Regions from separate parts of the Zea mays genome. Here all the other regions are linked to region 1. The links are chromatin contacts, called in public Hi-C maps. All regions are on one chromosome and are shown on one strand. Each heading gives the region's core, a stretch centred on a gene start, on an enhancer-like site or on the middle of the called end of the contact. The rest is flanking DNA. Distances are from core to core; before and after follow the strand shown.

Region 1 (2,956 bases), core at 360-2,859:
CAGCAATAAGGTATAGCATGACATGGCAAAAACAATATACAAGAATATTAGGTATAGGTACTATAAATGTCAGACTCCATGCACAGAATTCAGTAAACCATTGACAACAGAAGAATAGAGCAATACTCAAGTAACATGTAAATTAAGTATCACAGAGCCATGCTAATGCAAAAAATAGATCAACTAAGAAATATACAAGATCACAGACTCACGTTTCAAGAAGGCATCAAACAGGTTCCCTGTAATGCCTTCAACTGTATCATCAATTGGAAGAATGTGGACACGCTTCCCATATTTCACATCCTGGCACTGGTGGACAGAAACCACATCACCAAGCCTCACCCTTAGGTTCTGGCGGACAACCTTGTTCATCCGAACCTTTGGCTCCTCACAGGTTTCGTCCGCAAGGACAATGCAAATAGTGTCTTTCCTCTTCTTACCCTATAACAAAAAAACATAAGGTGATAAACAGATACATGGACGACAGTAGCCATAAAGTTCACTAACAAATTTTGTTACCCGCCATAACACAAACTAGCTGCTGGGCCCTATAGACTTGAAAAAAAGATATGCCAATACAATACAATTGTGCAGTCCCCTGTACACAGTAGAGTTACAAGTCCAGACATCACATCCAAATTATCATGCTAGGAATCATAAAATAACAATTCTGTATGCAGCCCATCATCTCCATCTAACAGAACAACGAGCACAAATTTGAATAATACTAGATAGTGTTGATTCCCTGTTCTAACGATGAACATGAGATATTCAAGCAAAAAGAGTGGTTGCATTTAAATCTATAACAAATGTATGAGGAGAATATTTGAACATAACAAACCAAGTATATTAAAATATGCTACTGAAGCAATAAAAGCAATCTAGATTACTATTAACCTTCAACTGAATCAATGGTGTACGAATGCAAATTGGCAAAAATCTACATACTATAGCAGCGAATCAGAGGGGCCCAAATACCCTCAGCAAACTCAGCAAGTACTTTACAGTGATAAAGCTAAGGTTATTTCTAATAGATCTGCACTATGAATACACCGAATTCGGGTCGGTCACACACAGATCGGTCGCGTGATAATACAATCTGCTAAACCAGCTCAACTTCCCAAAGCTGCTGTGAAAAGCTCGGCTTAGACATATTAGACCTTGAGGAGCACGGTGTCGCCGCGGAAGAGCTGCAGCCTCTCCATGGTGTCAGGGTGCAGCGCGACGACGGAGTTATCGTCGTTGGTGGCCTCGTCGACGACAAGGCGGTTCGGTGACTTTTTCCTCTCCAGGATCGCCGTCGAGAAGTCCTTCTTCTCCTTCCTGCACACACAATCACCGGAAAACCTGATAAACGAATCCACCGCCGAAACATTGACACCAAACAACCCAGATCGGGTCCGGAAATCCTCAACCCTACGGCTCAACCAGATCGGATCGACCGGGGATGGAGGGAGGGAGCGACATCTTACGGATCGGAAGCAGAGGCCGAGGGCTCCCCTTGGCTCGCCATGTTGACGGTGGCGACAACGGCGGCGGAGGTAGGTTTCGGGTGGTTGGCCGGGGGCGGCGTTAATTGCAGCAGCACCGGCGAGAATGCGAGATGCGGAGCACTCGACGAGGGGGATTAGCTTTCCTTATAGCTTCTTTCTTGCAGCAGGGGTTTGGGACTCGGAGGGCCGCGTCACGGGTACGTCACTGACTCGCGGGGCCTGGGCCGGTGTACGGCCCACATGGCAGTGATCATTCTGGAATCTCCTGGAGGCCCGGGCCGTCGTGTATGGGCCTCCCGACGTGTGGGGACCACGTGGAAATGAGGCAGATAGAGGCGGGTGGGGACCATGTTCACCGTGTTAATCGTGGTCGTCGCGTGCGAGGTTGGAGAAGCAGAAGCAGAAGCGGCAGCAAAGAGAAGTTTGGTATCATCGTGACGGTGGAGTAGGAAACTAAAAATGGAATCCAAATTTCACTGTGCTGTAATCAAGTTCTTTGTTTCCTCAAGTTTTATTTCGCTGAAGCATGTATACAAGAGCGGTTTGTTTGATGAATCAGTTTGAAATCTTTTTATTTCTGCTGAGCACCATATTTGATATGTAGGCATGTAGCCTTAACGGTGCGTGGGATAACCTGGACGATCTAGATCAGATTTCATTTGATTGGTTGGCAGGCTGTCTCTATCCAGCCTGACCGCGAGCGTTGACTACGTGCATGAAATGATTCTAGCATGCAATAGACAGCGGAGGTATTTTTTCATCCACCTGTCTATATGCGTGGAGAAGAAACGGAGATGTGTTCTACCGATTTGGGCTAGCGCGAGCCACACGCTCTAGACGCCGGCAACCAATCACGTTGATTAACTCGGTCGGGAGTATTTATCCGCGCGTGATTATCCTAATCTATCCGTGAGAGTCTGTTGGATCTCGCCTAAGAACGAATTCAGACCTCCCCATATAAATATAAAAGTAGTACGACCGATTGAGAACACCGAACACATTACAATTGAATCAATCTATTATCTTCATTATCATTCATGTATTAGGCGTATGTGTAGCGTAGCCTAGTTGTAGCTTTCAACTCATATCTTCACCTTAATTCAACTCTGCATCGTCTAAACACGTCTTGAGTGGCCTGCCGACCCCAAGACGACCCTAAGATCTTACCCCGATAAGGTCCCGGGGGCAAGATCCACTTGGTCCAAAATCTCTTGCTCGACCTATTATCTTAATCCCTAGACGACTCTACGTCGTTTTGGCAACGACTTGGGTGGTCTGCTGATCCGGGAGCACACTAAGATCTCTTCTCCCGATGGGGTCCCTCCTAGGAGGCGAGATCTAGGTTCCTACAAGGAAGAAGGTTATGTGCCATTGCAGATCGTTTGGCCCCTGAGCATGGATTGTCCAAAGCGACACAGAGAGGAGACCCTCCTGTAGCGAGGTTGCAGACCATCCGGCCCAAA
Region 2 (3,022 bases), core at 117-2,616, 150 kb after region 1:
TAAAACCACACAACCCCTCGGCTCTTGCGCGAGCCATTGTAATTGTACCGAGTGGGGCACGAGTCTTGCGAGACCGTGACAACCGCGTTTGTGTCACGGCCGCCACTGTGTACCGGAGGGAACGAGGCCCGTGGCGTTTCGGCCGGAAGCTCGATAGTGGAGACGGCGGGGAGCGTCCGAGAGGAGCCAGAAGCGGAGCACCACTTGCGCGTGGAGAAGGCCCGCGTCTCTCTACGGAGTTACTCGACCGAGGTGCTTGGCCCTCGCGTGGGCTTCCCTTTGTGTAGGGGCACCAACGAGGATTAGTCGGGACCTTGCGCGGTTCCGGATACCTCGGTAAAAATACCGGCGTCATCCATGAGAGTTTGCATCTCTACTTTGCTCTTTAAGTTTCTGGATTTATATTAAGCATTTAAGTTTCAATCTTGTATTCATACTTATATAGTGTAGATTGAAACTTAGCCATTGCGGTAGAGATAGCAACACTTAGACAAAACCTAATTTGCACATTCTAGTTTGATTATTTGCATAGGTTTTGCTCTAGGGATTTATTTGTGGCCTAGTTTAGCGAAAGTTTTAGAAGTCCTAATTCACCCCCGCTCTTAGGCGTCACTCGTTTCCTACACTAACCTTACCAAAGCAAGCGACACTCCCATACTTAGCAGCAATGCCTATTGCTTAAGGTAAAAGTGGTTTGATAAATTGATTTTTGTGTCTTTCAATCGGCCGTATCTCTTCATATATATAGGGTGAGGTCTAGACCGTTCCTTGGCGAGATACAATACATTTCGTGGATAGGTTAGGATAATCACGCACGGGATAAGGATTCAAGTCTGAACTAATTTGATTGTTGACGGTTTGGGCTACTCTCGCGTATCGTCCAAGCCAAACGGCCGGACCGTTCGGGCGTTTAGGTGCCAAATCTGGTGCTCAACAAACGCATTGTGAATTTTTCATCATTTTTGTATGATTTTGTATTTTAGTACTTATTTTTTAATCCAATGTCATAGTGTGTAAAGATACTAATGAAAACTAAAGATGTTTTTAATATAAATTGTGATGTTCATTATCACCTCACAAATTTTAAAATTTAAAACTTGACCGTACATGGAGTCATAAAAAAATCTTGTTGATGGAACAAACTAAGGTAGTGTTTGGTTCTATAGTATGATGGTATATAGTATGATGGTACGAAGCCACTTCGTTCTTAATTTGTTGTTATTATTTGGGTTGGCATAGGACAACTCTAAAAATATTATACTCAAATGCTGAATAATTGGGCTCCTCAAAATATTCTGGACGGAGCTACTCTATGGTACAGAGCCGCTCTATCTCAACTTTCTTGGGAACCAAACACTATATAATATTAGTTGGACGGAGCAAAACTAACCAAACGTCCTTGTCTAAATTTGAGGGAAGTGTAATTTGGACACTTTCCAACATTAAATGCTGCCATGTACTCTCTTTCAGGCGATGGTGTAGTAGTACTATAAAAGCTGATGTATACACGTCGGTATTTATCATCTACCTTTCCACTATGATTTGTGGCCTAAAGTTTAGGCCATCCATCGTCTAGCTACTCTATAACTAATGTCTAATAATTATTATCTACTCCCGTATCAGCTGGTAGCACGTGCATGATGTCCATCTTTAACAATCTATTAAGAAATGGTATAGGGGTAATAATGAACATGGAGAACCAACCGCAAGGCCGCCGGGCGCCGGCCGGTGGCTAATGCGACAGTGATGGATGCCGCTGTTGACTTGACGACCACCGGGCCGGGTCGTCTCTTGAGGCGAGAGCTGATGTCCACTAGTGAACCACCTGCACTGAAATTGAGCATCGCGTCGCGCCTGACCACCAGAGCGTGCTCGCTACGCTAGGACGACGAGGAGGAAATGGCGCAAGGGGCCGCCGGCGTAGTAGACACGAGGAGGCATGGCGGCAAGCCGCACGCGGTGGTGGTGGCGTACCCGCTGCAGGGCCACGTCATCCCCGTGGTGCACCTGGCGCTGCGGCTCGCGGCGCGGGGCTTCGCCGTCACCTTCGTTAGCACGGAGGCCGTGCACGACCAGACGGCGCGCGCGCTGGGCGTGGACCCGGACGGGTACGACCCCTTCGCGGCCGCGCGCGCTCGGGCGCAGGAGGAGGGGCCGCCGCCGCCGCCGCTGGGCGACGTGTCATACGCGCTGGTGAGCGACGGCCTCCCCGTGGGCTTCGACCGGTCGCTCAACCACGACGACTTCATGGGCGCTCTGTTCCACGCGCTGCCCGCGCACGTCGAGCAGCTGCTCCGCCGCGTCGTCGTCGAACCCAGAGCCACGTTCCTCGTCGCCGACACCTTCTTCGTGTGGCCCGCCACTCTGGCCAGGCGCCTCGGCATCGCGTATGTGTCGTTCTGGACCGAGCCGGCGCTCATCTTCAACCTCTACTACCACATCGACTTGCTCACCCAGAACGGACACTTTAGATGCAACGGTAACCACACACACACAAACAGCGTCGTGCATATGCCATCTTGGTCGATCGTGGCAAAACAGGCCATGTTTGTTTCGCTGATGTCCGTCCCAATTCCATGCATCATCGATGTGCAGAGCCTCGCAAGGACACGATCACCTACATCCCGGGCGTGGCGGCCATCGAGCCGAGCGAGCTCATGTCGTACCTGCAGGAGACGGACACCACCTCCATCGTCCACCGCATCATCTTCAAGGCGTTCGACGAGGCCCGCGGCGCCGACTACGTGCTCTGCAACACCGTGGAGGAGCTGGAGCCGTCGACCATCGCGGCGCTGCGCGCCTACAGGCCCTTCTACGCCGTGGGGCCCATCCTCCCGGCGGGCTTCGCGCGCAGCGCCGTGGCCACGTCCATGTGGGCGGAGTCCGACTGCTCCCGGTGGCTGGACGCGCAGCCGGTCGGGTCCGTGCTCTACATCTCCTTCGGCAGCTACGCGCACGTGACCAAGCAGGAGCTGCGCGAGATCGCGGGCGGCGTGCTGGCCAGCGGCGCCCGGTTCCTGTG
Region 3 (2,700 bases), core at 107-2,606, 170 kb after region 1:
CGTCGAACGCCACATCCTTCACACCTGGAATGGAATCAACGCACAAAATTGTCAGGCCTGGTATTAAATTAAATACTCCCCTAAACCTCGACGAAAAGGCACGCTGTCTTTTGGCTGGGCCTTGGTGATACGCGTGGGGGGTCGATGGGGGGAACAAAACCGCGGCGCCAAGGAACGGAATCCCCACCTTTGATCTTGCAGATGCGGCGCTTGATGCGGTCCATGCAGCCGTCGCAGTGCAGTTGGATCTTGAGCGTAACCGTCTCCTGGAACAGAAACCAGAGCATGTCGTCCAGTTGCAGACCAAGGACAAGGAGGCAGACGGCGACGAGGATCACCGCCGCACGGGACTTGAATAATAATCGGCAAGTATAAGTCACTTACCTCCTTGGGTTCCTTGGGCTTCTCCTCCTCCTCCTCTTCCTCCTTGGGTTTGCCAGTGCCCTTCTCCTTGTCGGCCTTCTTATCGCCGCCGCCGCCGCCCTTCTTCTTGTCGGCATTTTTCTCTCCTCCATCACCGCCTCCCTTCTTCTTGTCGGCCTTCTTCTTCTCTGCATCGCCGCCGCCCTTCTCTTTGGCCGCATTTTTCTCGCCGCCGTCAGCTTTCTTCTCCTTGTCCTTCTTGGGCGAACCGGCGCCGGCGGAGACGATCTGCACGGGCTTCTTGGCCCTAGCCTCGATGCGCTCCTTGAGCTGCACCGCGTCCGCCGGACCGGTCACGACCACCTTGCCCGCCGCCATGTCCGGCGTCACCGACTCCACGCCTGCACGCGCGCGGCCACAGAGCAGTCGAACGAACGGTCAGGAACAAACAACTCCCCCCCCCCCCCCCCCCCCCCCACCGCAAGAAGAGGACTGCGTAACCGCCGGCAACCCGTACGCACCTGGTGCGCGCTTGATGGCCTTGCGGACCTTGTTGGCGCAGCCGGCGCAATGCAAGTCGACCTTCAACACGATGGGCTGCGGCGCGGCCCCAGCGCCGGCGTCCTTCTTCTTGTCGCCGCCGCCGCCGCCGCCGCCCTTGCCCGTCTTCTTCTCCTCTCCCATGGCGGCCGTCTCCTCAACCTGTCACTGTGCCCGCTGTGGTGGTGGTGGTTACGGAAAGCGCTGGGCGCGGAGTTCTAGGTGGGAGGCTGGGGCGCGTTCTGGGACAGAGGGGAGAGAGTGGCGGGTGGGGGCGGCGTTGATAAATAGGCGGCGGGACCGTGCGGGCGGGCCGCGAGCGCAACTGCGCAAGGGGCAGACGCGCAGTGATGGACTGATGGCTGGCGTGGCGGAGGGGCTGCGGCGGCGCGGTGCTGCCAAGTTGCTTGCTGACCGCGGACTGCTGCTGCATGCAGTGGATGGGGACGTGTCTGCGTCCAAGGTTTCCTCTTGTTGTTTCCTTGGCCGTGCCGTTTAATAACGGAAGGTGTAGCGTCACGCATGGCATGGGATTTTGTATCGGAGGGTAATAACTGAGTAGTACAGTACTAATAATAGTTAGTATATGGTAAAAGAAACAGCTGTTCACTTTAAGTGCATCGCAACGAAAAAAGAGAGTAAAAAATCGTGACAGTTGTCACCGATCACAGATACTTTAGGCAATGAAAAATCGTGTGCGGCTTTAAGTGCCTGTGCCGACGACGCCGTAGCGCACACGTTTGGTCGTGCGGCCTGTGGCCACGGCCGTTCGCGTAGCCCTCGGAACGGCCCAGGCCCAGTCCAGGCAAGCCACCTTTGCAGACGCATGGCTTCATCGCCGAGTGAGTTGGGTTAAGAACTACGTTACCACGGATCATTAGATCCGCTCTCTTTCCTCCCGTCAGCAGATTAGGCGCGAGAAGTCATGAAAGATACGTATCCCTTCCCAGAAGCACGACAGAGGAAACACACGAGACACGATATAGGGTTGAGCCTTTGGTCTCTTTTCTCTTCTCTATCTTATGAGGGGGTGTACAGATTCCTTATATAGAGATGTGAGACTCCTTAGAGGCAAAGCAAGTATTTGCCCACATAATCCTAACTAGGGTTACTTAACACTCCCCCTTGGGCGAATACCGTGACCAACACATGCCTCGTTAAAACTCTGAAAACCCCAGTGGGAAAAATATGAAGAAAGGGTGCATGGTGATACATATTGCATTTGCACTTTGTTGCCTCGTTAAAAACCTCATGTGAGAAACTTCAAGAAAACTCACCAAGGGAAAAAGAGTACAACAGCTGTCATCAGGACAGATTTAGATCTTCTGGGATCTAGATTCTATCGAATCTTCTACAAGGGCTAATTTTAGAAATGTGCTCCCCATGATCCTTGCAAAACTGTATCGATATGGCAAAACATTTTCTTCTGGAGTATATGCACATATAGATTTAGCAAACAGATTGCATATCCTTGCAAGGATTATTTCAAGACTCTCACATCAACTCACTTCTAGGATACATGAGGTAAGTGCACGTATCAACATAAATAAGCCACTTCGACTGGTTGTGTTCGATCGACTAGATCTACATATCTGATAGAAACTTTCATAAAGGTCCACATATTGATCAAACTGGCTGATGCCTTCAGAGCATAGAATATGACATTTATTGTCTCACGACTGTGATCAATATAATCATTCGCTCCCCCTGACGATGACATCTGTCAAAGTCGTTATCCCTTATAACTCAAGTATATTCTTCAAGATATATGTCTCGTTGTTCATCTTGAATAACGAG

The links. Hi-C and Micro-C count contacts between places; a contact is called where the count stands out from the background.
Region 2: a Hi-C map of endosperm shows a contact between it and region 1, with 6 times the contacts expected there. The contact joins the promoter of LOC103626199 here to the promoter of LOC100382880 in region 1. A contact is called at or near these places in 3 of 25 Hi-C or Micro-C datasets (bundle sheath, endosperm and leaf).
Region 3: a Hi-C map of leaf shows a contact between it and region 1, with 4 times the contacts expected there. The contact joins the promoter of LOC103626200 here to the promoter of LOC100382880 in region 1. A contact is called at or near these places in 6 of 25 Hi-C or Micro-C datasets (bundle sheath, ear, leaf and 1 more).

The regions. Positions count from the first base shown.
Region 1 is chr5:33,505,697-33,508,652 of Zm-B73-REFERENCE-NAM-5.0, forward strand. It overlaps LOC100382880 (Cell division cycle protein 48), which reads right to left and starts at 1,610. Exons shown (of 9, transcript NM_001328004.1): 1 at 1,473-1,610; 2 at 1,161-1,323; 3 at 213-441. The coding sequence starts at 1,513.
Region 2 is chr5:33,654,994-33,658,015 of Zm-B73-REFERENCE-NAM-5.0, forward strand. LOC103626199 (UDP-glycosyltransferase 86A1) reads left to right here and starts at 1,367. Exons shown (of 2, transcript XM_008646598.4): 1 at 1,367-2,479; 2 at 2,596-3,022. The coding sequence starts at 1,900.
Region 3 is chr5:33,677,285-33,679,984 of Zm-B73-REFERENCE-NAM-5.0, forward strand. LOC103626200 reads right to left here and starts at 1,357. Exons shown (of 4, transcript XM_008646599.2): 1 at 885-1,357; 2 at 385-764; 3 at 188-266; 4 at 1-24. The coding sequence starts at 1,047.